Regions from separate parts of the Mus musculus genome. Here region 2 is linked to region 1. The links are chromatin contacts, called in public promoter capture Hi-C maps. All regions are on one chromosome and are shown on one strand. The core of a region is the stretch at or near the end of the contact, and the rest is flanking DNA. Distances in the headings are between cores, read along the strand shown.

Region 1 (7,281 bases), core at 343-2,842:
GTGAAGAAGAGATCTCGGCTCTGCCGTGATCTCAGTGATATTCAGAAGATGCTAAGCAAAGCACATGAGATGTAAATTGTCTGCCACCCTATGCCCAGAAATAAGGAGTGGTTTTTCTTTGTTTGTTTATTTTTTCTTTTTTTATTTTATTTTGTTTTGTTTTGTTTTTCAAAAAAAAAAAAAAAAAAAAAGACCAACACTGGAAGTATGTTTAAGTATGGCTATAACCAGGCCCGAGGAAGCCAACTTGAACAAGCTCTGATTCTGAGACTTACAATGAAAAATAAGTAGTAAGAGAATATATTCAACTCCATCCAGTAGGGGTGGGGCTGTCTCTGACTCTTTTCCTCCTACTGAGCTGCCTTGTCTGACTTTAATATGAGGACATGTGCCTAGTCTTATTGTAACTTGATGTGCTGTGTTTGGTTCATATACCTGGATGGCCTGCCCTTTTCTGAAGGGAAACAGATGAGGAATGGATCTGGTAGAGGGGGGGGGGAGGAACTGGGTGGAGAAGAGGAAGGGGAAACTAAGGTTGGGATGCAATATATAAGGAAAGAAAGTTTAAAATGTTAACTTAAAAGAGAGAAGAGAGAGAGAGAGAGAGAGAGAGAGAGAGAGAGAGAGAGAGAGAGAGGAAGAGAAGAGAAGAGAAGAGAAGAGAAGAGAAGAGAAGAGAAGAGAAGAGAAGAGAAGAGAAGAGAAGAGAAGAGGAGAGAATTTATTATGGGAAGCTGTGCGTGTTGGAACAAGCCTTTGGTTCCAGCCTTCAGGAGGCAGAGGTGGACAGATCTCTGTGAGTCTGAGGCCAGCATGATCTACAAAGTGAATTCCAGGGCAGCCAAGGTGACCTAGAGAAACCCTGTCTCAAAAAAAAGTTGGTGTCAAGGGACAGGGAATAAAGGGTGAGTAAAGAGGAGCTGAAGAGATGGCTGAGTGTGAAGAGCTCCTGCCCCTCCCCTCTGCCTCTAGATATGAGCTAGAGTCCCAGCACCCACACTGGGAGGTCCACAATCACCTGCAACTTCAGTTCCAGGAGATCCAATGCCCTCCGCTGGCCCACAGCACTGCACACACATGGTGTACATTCGGACAAGCAGGCACACACATGCATACATATAAAAAATAAAATGAAAATGAAATAAAAGTATAAAAATATATTAGAATACATCTAAGCCATGCACAATGGTGAATGTCTGTTATCCCAGTATTATGGAGGTCGAGGTAGGAGGGTTATGAGTTCAAGGCCAGTCTGGGCTTTATAATAGTTCTAGTTCAGCTATGTTACATTGAAACCCTGTCTAAAAAACATAAAACTAAGCATTTAACAACAAAAGAAAATTCATGAGTCCATAATGACATTAAACAAATACGGTTGGAGTGGGGAGTGAATCAGAAGCTCCTTGGCGGGGAGGGAATGCCAGTTAATGAATGTTTAAGAGGAAGAGAGCTAGCAATAGAAAACCACCAGTTGAGAGTCACCAAGAGGGAAACTGCGTCAAGCAGAAATCAGCAGCACGTGCAGAAACAGTGGGTATGGACCGTTGGGTGACAGGATGTGGAGAGACATCAGCCATCACCACCACTGAATACGCCCCCTCCCCGTGGCCTCGCCAAGGAAGAGACACACATGGCAGGTGACTCCTGATGTGACATACTAGTCTCCTCCAAAAGGAATAAAAACCTTAAACTTGAACATGAGGAAAAGATAACACAGCACCTTTGTACATTCTGGAAATGTGAGCTACATTCCGGGGAAAAGATTTGCCTGAACTTCTAAAAATGTCAGTGTCATGAGAGACAAGGAAAAAAGAAAAAGACTGAAGATAAGGAAGAGGGCAGAGACCTGGTGACTATGGTTGGTAGGTTCTCCTTGATTGGGTTCAAGATCTGGAAAATAAAAACAACTTCCCAGGGATAACTCAGGAAATCTGAATTTAGGTAATGGTATCAGGTTTACTGTCATTCCCAGAGTGGATAATTATATAATACTTATAGTGGCAAATGTCTTTGCCCGTAAGGGACATATTCTGAAGTAATTGGTGTGAAGTTTTGGTTTTGGGTTTTTTGTTTGGTTCTTTTTTGGGGGGGACAGGATCTCACGTAACCCAGAGTGACCTCGAATTCCTTATGTAGCTAGGGATGGCCTTGAACACTTCCTGATCCTGCTTTTGCCCCTAGATGCTGGGACTACAGGATGTGCCACTCTGCCTGGCCTAGTGTGAAGTATAAGACAGCCTCACTTATCAGTCCTGTGCTCTAGGGAAAAGAAAGGGATGAAGGAAATGTGACAGAGGAGGACCCGTGAATAGGACACAATGTTTCAAATGAAGAGTGAAGACCTTATGGTATCAAAAATATTTCCACAATTAAAGCAACAAGTCTGAGCTGGGTGTTGTCAACTTGACACAAACCAGAGTTGTGTGGGAACAGCCTCCATCACACTGTCAGTAGAACATTTTCCTAGTTGGTGTTTGATGTGTGGGGCCTAGCCCACTCTGGGTGGTGCCACCCCTGAGCAAGCAGTCGTGGGTTGTATAAGAAAGCAAGCTGAGGGCTAGTGAGATTGCTCAGTGGGTAGAGGTGCTGACAACTTAAAGTCAATCCCCTGGGTCCACAAGGTAGAAGAGAGCCCACTCCTTCAAACACACACACACACACACACACACACACACACACACACACACACACACACACTAAGAAAATGCATTAGAAAATGTAAAGAGCCGGGCGTGGTGGCGCATGCCTTTAATCCCAGCACTCGGGAGGCAGAGGCAGGCAGATTTCTGAGTTCAAGGCCAGCCTGGTCTACAAAGTGAGTTCCAGGACAGCCAGGGCTATACAGAGAAACCATGTCTTGAAAAATAAAAAAAGAAAGAAAAGAAAGAAAGAAAGGAAGGAAGGAAGGAAGGAAGGAAGGAAGGAAGGAAGGAAGGAAGAAAGGAAGAAAATGTAAAAAGAAGGGGAACTGAGCAAGCCGTGGAGAATAAGCCAGGAAGCAGCTTTCCTCCATGGTCCCTGCCTCTGCACCTGCTTCCTGCTTCAGCTCCTGTCCTGACTCTCTGAGATGATGGACTGTAAAGTGTCAGATGGAATAAACTTTCCTTTCCAAGCTGGTTATGGTCAGGGTTTTATCACGGCAGCAGACGACAAAATAGGACAAAGTCCAACAGAAATTTTGTCGACCACTGCTGCTTGACAAAGTTCCAGCATGTGGAGATCACAAATCACAGATCCCCAGCATCCTTTAACTTTCATTGTGATGATTCTGACTATGCATTATGGGAGTTTCCTTATGCCTTTTCCTTTGGGAAATTTTGTATGGGCTTTGGTAAAAGTTATGAATGGATACAATAGCAGTCTTGTGAAACAAAGTAAATCTTTGGAAACAAATCTCTGCCACCGTGGAATCATATAGCATAACTCTGTCTACTCCTGCGCAAGAATCACCTTTGTGTCCCCCTGTTTGCACCAAGAATAGAGAAGCTGCAGATTTGTTAACTGAAAGATGGTGCCAGAAACTCTTACATACATCTGGTCCTAACGATGAAAGCACAAAGACTAGAGAAACAATGTGCTCAGGCTCACAGGATGAGTGGCAAGACCAGGTACGCCCCACAAGAAGCAGGTTCTGTTAAGAAGCTAGACTGTCTTGATCCCTCTCTGACATATACAGCAGCACACATTGAAGAATTAGTATGTTAAGGCACAATGGAAGAAATGTAAGATGTCAGACCTTCCCTTTGAGGAGTTGATGAGGAGAAGAGACCCATACTGTAAGACCAAGGCACATAGGAACATAATTAGAAAATGGCTCAATGCTTATTATACTTCCTGGTGCAAACACTGCTTCATGCCCCTGGAGGGATGGAAATTGCTCTCACGGATTTGTTTCGCAGGACTCGATGTCTGGTGCCTGCTGACCACAAAGCCGGGACCTTGCAGAAGGAGGTACAAAGGGCACATGCTGGGGTTGCTGGACCTTAGAGAACAATGGGGACTTAGATGCTTGATGAACTTATTGCCTTTGCTACAAAGAAAAATAAAGTTGATAACTTCATTCATTCTGGATATTAAAAAATAGGACTAAATTAGGTTAACAACAATCTGTGAAAAGATCATATATTTCTTGTTATCATTAAGTCTGCTTTCAAGATAGCTAGGGGCTAAGCTATTATCCAATCATAGACTGAAAAAAGTGTGTCATTTTGTTCAATAAACACCAGCTCTCCTGATTCATCCTCAGATAATGTCAGTCCCTTCTCTCCCCGACTCCACACCTCTTCTTTGAGACCTGAACCCCATTGGAGCCAGACTCCAGCAGAAACTTTCTTTCAGACAATTCCATGTGGAGAGATGAAACCAGCTCCAAGTGAAAGATTAAAAACCACCAAGGAAAAAAACCTAATAGATTGGACAAAAATCTAAATAAGATGTCACTAAATTAAAAGCAGAAATAGGGGCCAAGGAAATGGTAAAACTGAACAAAGACACTTTATGAGGTTGCTATGAGAACTGAGATAAAAGACATGAAATATTCACCAGGCTATAAAGGGCTGTATTTGTAATAGAGATCATGATTGTATAAGTGTGGAGAAGAACATAACATGGAGAGCCAAGACAATATAAAGTTAATCAGAAGATTTCTCAAAAAACAGGTGAGGTCAGAGGAAAATGTGAATGTGAGAAGCATGCCTAAAGTAGAGAGGTAACATTGAAACACTGAAACAATATGTAGAACAAAAGACAGAGGAGAGTGGACCTCCCACTGGGGAGAGACATTTCTGTAAGAGCTCTAGGTTCCATGAGACCTCGTGTTGGCTCTGTCTGGTTAAGTCTAGAAGCTTCCAGAAAGAAGCAGTTTGAATAAGGATGAAAGACCACACCTCTCCCAGACCCCTTCTGGCCCCTGCTTCTGCCTTGTAGAAGGTAGGCAGGTTATGTGTGAGAACAGTAAAGCAGAGATATAAATTTGTTTTCTTTCTTGAGCCACACAGCAGAGCTGGGCTGACACCTAGATTTCCCAGTGTGCATTCCACACCAAACTGCAAAGTAGATACAAATTGCTCAGCATTTCTATGATTCCTATCAGTGCAACTCCTGGATTGTAATTTCACTATTGAGGGAGAACTCCATCGGGGTAATACCTGGATTATGTTCAGCATAGTGTACCATGCAAAAGAAAGGGTCTCAGTATCTTTTGGGTGGTGATAATGACTTCAATGTCAACAATAAACCTGTCCCCCAAAACCCAATGAGTGTGTAACCACAGGTGGCCCGTCATGCCCTTCCTGTATATTCCTAGACAGAACTGAACCCTGTTGCCTTGGCAACTCTCTTTAGAGACCTGACAAATCCAGTATTTGCCCAGCTTGGGGAGGGGAGAAGACTAAACAAATGTTCAGGCTTTCCCCATCCATTAGATTTGGGGGCTTTGGACTCCTCTCCTTCTTAGGAAACATTTCCTTCTCATCCCCGCCTACCTGAACGTAGCTCCCTTCATAATCGAAGAAAAGAAGTGGCCATGTGATGCTGATGAGCGAGGGAAAGAGCTTCTTTAGAGGAGCCTGAGGAGAACGAGATGAACAGTGTGGTTTGTTCCAGAAGGCCTGGCTGCACCACACCAGGTCTGCTCCCCAGTGCCAGACACTCACTGGCAAGGACTGCCCCACTGTGCTGTGCACCAGGGCCTGGATGTTCCAACTCTTCTCCCTCACCCTTTCTGCCAGGGCCTGTACTTCTGCGAGGTTATCTGGATAGGATAGGAGACATCGTAGTTAAAAGACTGGGCTAGGAAATGGCTCTTCCTGTCACCCTGGGGTCCTGCCAGGACACTCATTTAGTTCCTCTGTGCTGGATAGTTTTATGTCAACTTGACACAAGCAAGAATCACTTGGGGAAAAGGAACTTCTAGTGAGAAAATACCCCCACTAGACCAGTCTGTGGTCAAGCCTGTGGTGCATTTTATTGATTAACTGATGGACCCTGCTCACAGTGGGTGGTGCCACCCCTGGGCTGGTGGTCCTGAGTGACATAAGAGAGGAGACTGGCAAGCCATGGGGAATAACAGTAAGTTGCACTTGCCCATGGCTTCTGCTTAGGTTCCTGCCCTAACTTCCTTCAGTGATAGACTTACACACTGTAAGATTAAAAAAATCCCTTCTTCCCCAAATTGCTTTTGGTTATGGTGTCTTTATCATGACAGTAGAATACCCTAAGATATCCTCCCTCTGACAAGGCACCCTGAGACTAGGAAAAATGGCAGTTCCTCTAAACCAACCCCACTGTTCCTATCCTCCTACTCACCATCCAGGGTAAAAATGAAGACCACAGTGTCAATTTCCGTAAGGGATGGCAGAACAGAAGTCAGGAAGTCATCCTGAGAGAAGGTGAACTGGGGACCCTGGGACAGGAGAAGATGGGAGAGTTCCTCCCAGCAGGATATTCAAGAGCAGAGATTTGAAGACTAAAGGGGACCTTAGGGGACAGCTAATACAGCCCTTCTGGTTTTAGTTGAAGAGAATCGAGGTTCAAAATGGTAGCATTTTGCCAAAGGTGATGTGGCAGGTGAGTGAACTAAAGCCATGCAAACCTAGAGCCTTCCATACCCCACTGCTTCCGATCTCCATGTCCTCTGACCAGTCCTTCCTGAGATTGATTATCCCCTCATGTTCCCCCACCTCCCTGCCCCTCTCCCTTACTGCCCTCTCCACATCAGTGAATTCCACAACTTCCCAAGTCCCGTCCTCTCCCAACCTGATTGCTGAGCTCATCCTTCTGGTTAAACATGTCATTGTGGTCACCAATAAGAAAGCCACGGATATCTCGGAAATCTGAGAAATTTAAGATCAGAGAGAAAAGAATGGTGGACTTTAGAAGAAAGGAAGGCTCTAGACTTCAAGGGCTGTGATGATGTCAGAAAGTGGGATATGGGGTGAGTGACAATCTATGAGAGAGACTATTATAAGCACTGGAATGGGAACAGAGAGCTCAAGGACCCACATGGAATTTGATGCTTCGAATGAAAGAGGTATTTGATAAGGAAGCGCTTCCTTATGTAGGATGGATAGACAATGGGGAATCTCAGGGGTCTGCAGGAAAATGTTTTAATAGTGGACTAATTGGCTGGGGTACTTGGAATCAGGAGCACATAAGGACTCAGGACTCACCAGCACCAAAAGTGTGGATACACTCTACCCCATCCATAATGGCGATGATACCGAGGGTCTGCCAGCCAACCAAGTGCACGTGGCCTTTTTTCTCCAGGCTGAGAATGAGCCA
Region 2 (7,368 bases), core at 4,604-7,103, 930 kb before region 1:
AACCCTATCACTTCCCCAGAAACTTTTGTTCTTTGTTGTTGTTGTTGTTTTGCTATGAAATATGTCACGAGGATAACGCCTAACAGAGGAAATGTGCATCATTGCCTGTGCTAGCAAATGTCTTCTGGTGTGACCTCTGAGAAGGAAACAGGCCTGGTTGAATTCATGTCTTCAGAGTTAGACTGTATTCCCTGCTCTGAAGACTTCTTGTAGACAAAGTAGTTGCTATTTTCCAAGGACTGACTAGGAGGAGCTAGACCAAATCTCAGGTTCAAGGCCCACACAGACCAAAGCAGTGCAGGACTTAGAAGTGTAGTTTTCAAACTGACAGATATAAGTGATTATATTCTCGTGAATTTAGTTTGATGAATAAATACACCACTTTAAAAAACAGACCACAGAACATCTGAGGGTATCGAATATAACAGCGGTAAGAAAAGCACCCGGGGAATTTGTTTTGGGTACATGTTGTGAAGTGTGTGGTTCTTAATGTGGGTCACAGTTGATATTTGAAAACCACTATATTAGTAGAAAGGAGAGAGGTCTGTTTTGTCTGATGATGCACCTAGCTACAATTCATCTATATTCCAGAGTATCTAAAAGCAACAACTGTGGTTGGTTCCCAGCCTTGGGAAGGAAGGCAAATGGGGTCAAGCTTTTTGAAGATTGTGGGCAAAGCTTTAGGTAGATTGCCCTATTTTTTCAATAAGAAAAACCAGGCTCACTTGAGTGAACATGGACCACATGATAGGAAGTGTGCATTACTAGCCCATCATCTCAGATGTGAATCTACTGGTACATGTTTCCCTATACAGGTACACTCTAACAAAACAGTATCAAACGCTCAGAAATGGGCTTATTCAACTACCCAATAGCAGAGACTGCTCATGAATCAAGATACTAAAGACACAGACTTCATTGGGGAACAAAGAAGGGATCAACAATGTAGATCAGGAGAAAACCCACGATTTTTAAATATCTCATTCTTATTAGTAAGTAGAGAGAGTTTGAAGTGGCAGACCACAGAAGAAAGAGAGACACTCGGTCTGCTTTGATCTCAGCTAGCTGCCCAGAAGCTAGCCGAGGGCCACTGTAGCAGGCATTCACTGTGTTGAATGAATAAATTAATGAGTGAAAGTTTTCTTCATTCTCGGAAAGAAGCCGAGACCAAGACTACCACAGAAAGATCAGCTCATAGTGCCAACTAGAGAAGACAAAAGGCATACAAATCATGGCTGAGGACATCAAGCTGAGGACAAAGAGAACGTTTCCCTTGTGCCATGAAGCACGAAGGAACGTGGGTGGTGGATCATGGCCTCTCTCCAAGGCTCTGCTGGGATTCATCTACATGGTGGTTCTCAATCCTGGCTACCGTTTGGAATCTCAAGGCACTAACTATCAAGGCAGCCAGCACTAAGGAGACAAAGATGACTCTCTGACTTGCATCATACAAGCCAAAAGTCCACCTGGCAAGAGGACAGGCTATTAACCACTGGCCAAAGAGGCTGACCTTCTAAAGAGAAATCTGCTGGAATACACCATCTGTAAAGATTCTGGGGCTTATTTTTCAGAGGTCATGGGGGTGGGTGGAAAAAGAGCTGACTTCTGGTGTCTAGAAAAGCCCAGTGTCTGAGACCAGGATGTATAAGCTAGAGTTCCAGGTCAGCTATGATGCCTGCTGTCACTTGAAGTCTCTCTCTCTTCCTTCTATACTGTGAAATTGATCGACAGCATGAATTTCATTCTTCAATGGGCACACAGACACATCCATGGTGTTTGAAGGAGGGGTGATCTGACTTGCCCACTTCATGCATGCAGGATACCCTCTTTCTACACCAAGCATTTGTGCAAAGTAGGTACTAAGGCTAGCTGACCACTATTTACAGGTAGGGAGCAAATGAGTCCCTACCGTATTGAGCCCTGGTACTCTGCAAATCACTTGGACATTCTAATGATGGGTCTTTTTTTTTTTTTCCTCTCTCTCCACATCGTACCCCTTTCAGACTCTGAGGGATCTCCAGACTCTAATGTTCTAGAGGAACATAGACAGGAGCATTTATTAGAGCCATGCCTTCCCAGCACACAGAAAATGATGTTGATATATATGGCAAGGAGCCTGAGATGATCAGTCAGGGTATTTTAAACATCCCAACACAGTACTTTTCTGTAAGTCCAGAAAAGCCATTCTCATTGCCTACCTGATTTCCATTAATGCACCGACACCCAGGTTCAGACTTAAACAGCATTCACTGAAACCTACTAAGTAGGAGTTGAGCACCTACTAAGCTACAGGCCTCTGAGTTGAGCACCTACTAAGCTACAGGCCTCTGCGATTCAAGTGCATAGATGTTTTATTTCATACTAGTGGGATTCTTCAGGGGCAGGGGTAAAAATTCCAGCCAAAGGTCACCCAATTTGTGAGTGTAGAAGGAGGTGCCGATCCAAGCCACCTTTCCCATTCATTTCTCCCCAGCACGACTGGAAGACATGCCTGGTGCAAGGGCTTGTCATCCCTCAAGGAGGAGAGTAAGAGGGGGCTCTTGATCCTGAGCTGCGTGCGGGAGGCAGGCCTTCAGCTCTTAAACCAAGTATGGCAGTAGACTTACTAGTGTGATTCCTCTTTCCTGGATGCTGGATCTGGAAACTAGGGTGTTGGTGCACCTCCAGGTAAAGCACCCCCTTTTCCTGACACCAGAGGACTCCTCTCTCTGGCTCTACTTCTGAAGAACCAGAGAACTTAACAGCAGTCTACCATCTAACACGGGACTGTCGATGCCAGCTTAGTCCTTTCTTCTCCCTTCCAAGGACAAGTGGGACACCTTAAGAATGGTTCAGAAGGCACTTAGTCCTTGGCAGTCACCTGACCAGGCTTTCTCCTCCCCTACTGTACACAGAAGAAAACTGAGGCAAAGAAAGAGGCTTTTGTGAAGCCCACCCTTGAGTAAGAACAGCACTTGGGGCAGGACTCTCTGGTCCAAGTTCAGTGTTCCTTCCCACTCATTGCTCAGCGCTGAATCACTGTGACCATGGCAGCAATGGTGTGTTTCGTCTAGTTTTATCAATAAGAAGTTTAAAACTCGCATAGGACTAAGTAACTGACTCAAGGTTGCTTAGCTACTAGAGCCCAGAACTCTTGTCTGTCCACCAGGAGTGGCCAAGTTCTAGCTATGACTATGCAATACAAAACCTGTGCTAAATATTATCAACAGAAAGCCTAACACCTGTAATCACCCCATCTCTATCCTGGTGTGGTGACCCTGTGAAAATGCTGGTATGGAAAGCTCTTCCCTAGATCTCCCAGAGCTGAGATGCTTATATGTGGTACCCATGGCTTCACAGAGCAAGTCTAGGGAGCCAGGTGACATTAAATTCGATGCCCTGCCCATGAAGCTCATCTTTCCCTCACTGCCTGCAGGAGCTGTGATGTGTCCTTTGAGTCCAAGAGAATAAGCAAATATCCCAATGTTTGCTCCAAGAATCTCAGTGCTTGCTACTATGCTGAGAAGGTCCTGGATCCCATACTCCAAGCATCCCACGTAGACCCCACCCACCTCCCTGGCCTATATTCGCAGTAGAGCAGCTGTCCAGATAGCATCCCTAGGTTTTGGACACAGAGAAAGGGACAGAAATAAAGATTACTAGTTAGTGCACATAAGAAGTATCTCTCACCTGGATTCTGGTAACAGCTTGTGAAGACTGACCCAGGGCAGCTTACCAGCCTGGACGTCCCTCTATTCACATAGCACAGCCTCTGCTCCTTTGGTTGTGGGGCAGGGGATTGCTGTCCTTTATGTTATCACCTTGGTCAAGGGCTGGGCTGCCAACACCCAGGACACCAAGGCAGCTTGTGGGTGTTAATGGCATTGGCAATAATATACAGACTTGTTTACTGTGCCTGCTCCATTTCAAGCTGTTTATGTTTGATGGCACCACCTGGGCAGAGGGCTATGAGGGAGTAGGCGAAAGAGAGGGAAGTGCTGAGTGAGAAGGGCTGTCCCCTGGGGCCCTGATACCGACCAGTCACCAGGTCTGTGCTGGGCTCCAGCCATCTGGACAACCAAGGTGAGGAATGGGTGGCTCACTGAGGAGCTGTCCCTCAAGTTTTATTTCCTGAAGGACTACACAAACACCACTGCCTCCAGGAGCTTCTGACTTACATCAGCCTGTCACCTGTCCTTTCTTCACTTCTGAAATGCATGAAGGCCTTGGTTTTTCACAAAAAATTGAATTCCCAAGTTCTACATCCTTTCTATCCTAAGCTTATTTTCACACTATGGTATTTCTGAAAATAGACTCTGTGTGTGTGTGTGTGTGTGTGTGTGCGCGCGCGCGCGCGTGCGTGCATGTGTGTATTGTGTATATGTTGTATGCATGTGTGTCTGTGTGTGCATGCATGTATGTGCATGTGTGTATGTGTATATCTGTGTGTAAATATGTTTGTGTCTGGATGTGTGTCTGTGTGTCTGTGTATATATATGAGCATGTGCATGTGTCTGTGTGTTGTGTATATGTTGCATGTATGTATATGTTTATATTTCACATGTGTGTCTGTGTGTATATGTATGTTATATATGTATGTGTCTGTATATGTATATGTGTGTCCTATGTATATGTATATGCGTATATGTCCATGTGTGTCTCTGTATGTGTATATGTATGTGGGTGTATTGCATGTGTGTATATGTTGTATATGTGTTGTGTGTGTTATTTGTGTGTATATATATGTGTTGTGTTTCTCTGTGTGTGTGTTGTATATGTCTCTGTGTGTTGTGTTTGTGTGTGTATGTGTCTCTGTGTGTTGTGCCTCTGTGTGTTGTGTGTGTTTGCATGTTATATATGTCTCTCAGTGTGTACTGTGTTGTGGGTGGTGTTGTGTATGGGTGTATATGGTGTGTGTGTGTTGTGTGTGCGTGTTCATGTGTACATGCATGAGAACAACCTTAGGTGTTGTCCACCTGGACTATGCACTTTTATTTTGAGAGAGCGTTGTATTGGCCTGGAAGTTGCTGAGGAGGCCAGCACTGGGGCTACGAGCTTGCATCACCATGCAAGCCTTTCAGACTGTCTGGAACTCCATAGGAATACGTAGAAACCTTCCTGAGAATGGACGGTAAAAGCACATTTTCTTTTATTTGTATTTGTTTTGAGATAGAGTCTCGCTATGTATTTCAGACCAGCTTTGAACATAACATCTTCCTGCCTCAGGCTCCTGGATCCTGAGATGACAATTGTGTGTCACCATGCTCAGCTTTAAAGCTTTGTTTTGTTTTGTTTTGTTTTGTTCTGTTTTATCTCAGTGTTTCTGCTCCAAAGACTGGTTACTTTAACTTAAGACACAGAACTTCCTCATTTTTGTTCCTTTGAGTTTAACACTTGATTGACATTTGGGGGCCTCTTATGGGCATGTAGGGACAAGAACATACAGCTACATGTTTCTCCAGAGGGTGGCTAGAATCTCAGTATGCTCCTTGTGAGAATCATGCAAACTATTTCCTGTTCCCTTTCTTCTTTGCTTCTGAGCCACATCAGGCCAGCACCTCTCAATTCTCTCTGGCCGGGGAGGAGAGCTATGTCTCCCGAATCTTTATGAGGCTGAAAACTCTTGCATTTGATCATCTGAATCCCATAAGAATTCCTGTAGGCTGAACATCCCAATTCTTTGTCAGGTAGCATTTCTAAAATGCCTTTCACTCACCTGTCCCTGTCCTTCAATGTGGCTTCTGTTCCCACCATGCCATTAAAAGTTCTTGAAGGTCAGTAGTTTGCTGAATCCAACAGACAGCAATGGATCCTCATACCTTCTCCCACTGCTTGTCTCAACAGAGTGTGAGTGCTGGCTTCTACTGCTTTCTTGAGATACTAGCACTGTCTGGGGTTCCTGGTTTTGTCTGGCCACTCCTCCTCTGGCCTGGACCCTCCTCTGCTGGTTCTCAAGGCAACCATACCAGCCCTTGGCTTTATTTAAAGCTTGTGTGTCAATCATTCCTACATTCCCACTTCCAGACAGACCTTTATTCTGAGCTTCAAGCCCCATAAACTCATTCATTGACTCAATACCCTCCCTTTGATGTCTGTGGGTTCCTCGGGATCTGGAAGGGTAGAACTGGCCACATCATTCTTCTGCTATCGTTTTTTAGCCCTACAGGAAACAGTAGTGGCCATTGCAGACAGACCCAGACAATATCCAGGGGATCTCCTGCTCAGTCCAGCAGATCACCAATGGCTGAGTCCCATCAATTCTGTATTCCAGTTCCTGGACCAAGGTAGGCCCAGCCTACCTGGCTAAATGTCTCCAGTTATATTTCTACTTCTATGTCTTTCTCTCCCTTTCTTTCTTTCTTTCTTTCTTTCTTTCTTTCTTTCTTTCTTTCTTTCTTTCTTTCTTTCTTTCTTTAACTATATTAGCCTGAACAATCTTGTCAGCATATAAGCCTAATGTCACATCCTGTATAAAACCCCTTAGACATGTTCCCATTTCCCTTTAGTCAGAGACTGATCATCTCAGCAAGGTCCATAAGGCCCTGTGTGCCTTTTCTCCATTCTCAAATCCCACATTCTCTCCTTATTTTATACACACTCATACACACACACACACACAAACACACAATCAGACACCCATATATACACACACACACACAAACACACACCAACACATATACACAATCAGACATCCATATATAAACACACATACACAAACACACAATCAGACACCTATATATATACACACACATACACAAACACACACCAACACACATACACAGACATCCATATATAAACACACATACACAAACACACACTACTGGCCTCCTGTATGTCCTTCAATACGTGTCTGTAGATTATCCTGTCTGACAAACTTAAGTTCCAAGAGGACACTGCTGCTGCATCCCCACTACACTGCATAAGGCCTGAAGTCAGTAACTGCTGACTGGTTGTATAAATCTACTCCCACGCAAGTCATCCCTCAGGGGCCACAGTGAGCAGAATCAAGTTTTACATCTCAGAAGCTTAACTAACCCCTCCTTCTCTGGCAGGTTGCTTAGGGCTCTGTTGCTTTAGCTACTTCACCACGCTGGGGAACAAAGAGTGGAGCAGTTGGAGCTATCTGCTTGGCTGAAAAGGGCAGACCCTGTACCGCAATCATCAATGTGATTCCCACACAGCTCCTAATACAAGAACAACCCAGTTGGAAGCAGGGTCGTCAGAGTTGGTCTCTTGAGACTAAGAAGAGTACACTGCCTTAAGAGAGAAGAGATGCTGCTGCTGCTGCTGCTGCTGCTGCTGCTGCTGCTAGACCCAAATACGTCCCTTTGTCCTCCAGAGAAATCTCTTAAAACAAGTCCCTGAAAACCAAGAAAACCTTCTATTTCC

The links. Promoter capture Hi-C pulls out the DNA fragments that hold promoters and counts their contacts.
Region 2: a contact with region 1 is called in a promoter capture Hi-C map of the HPC-7 cell line, with 8 times the contacts expected there. The contact joins the promoter of Plb1 here to the enhancer-like site in region 1. A contact is called at or near these places in 9 of 39 promoter capture datasets (the 3T3-L1 cell line, 3T3-L1-derived adipocytes, the C10 cell line and 6 more) and 2 of 9 other capture datasets (adipose tissue and liver).

The regions. Positions count from the first base shown.
Region 1 is chr5:31,307,307-31,314,587 of GRCm38.p6, reverse strand. Gckr (glucokinase regulatory protein) reads right to left here. Exons shown (of 19, transcript NM_001374741.1): 12 at 7,170-7,267; 13 at 6,757-6,833; 14 at 6,307-6,403; 15 at 5,655-5,752; 16 at 5,484-5,567. Among named protein-coding and RNA genes, the nearest start is that of Gckr, 13 kb to the right of the region's middle. Within about 2 kb of position 1,592, at least 5 of the 459 cell types and tissues checked have an H3K27ac peak or open chromatin away from gene starts, as enhancers often do. A contact at or near this core is called in the HPC-7 cell line, where this site is marked.
Region 2 is chr5:32,237,569-32,244,936 of GRCm38.p6, reverse strand. Plb1 (phospholipase B1) reads right to left here and starts at 5,853. Exons shown (of 59, transcript NM_001081407.1): 1 at 5,696-5,853.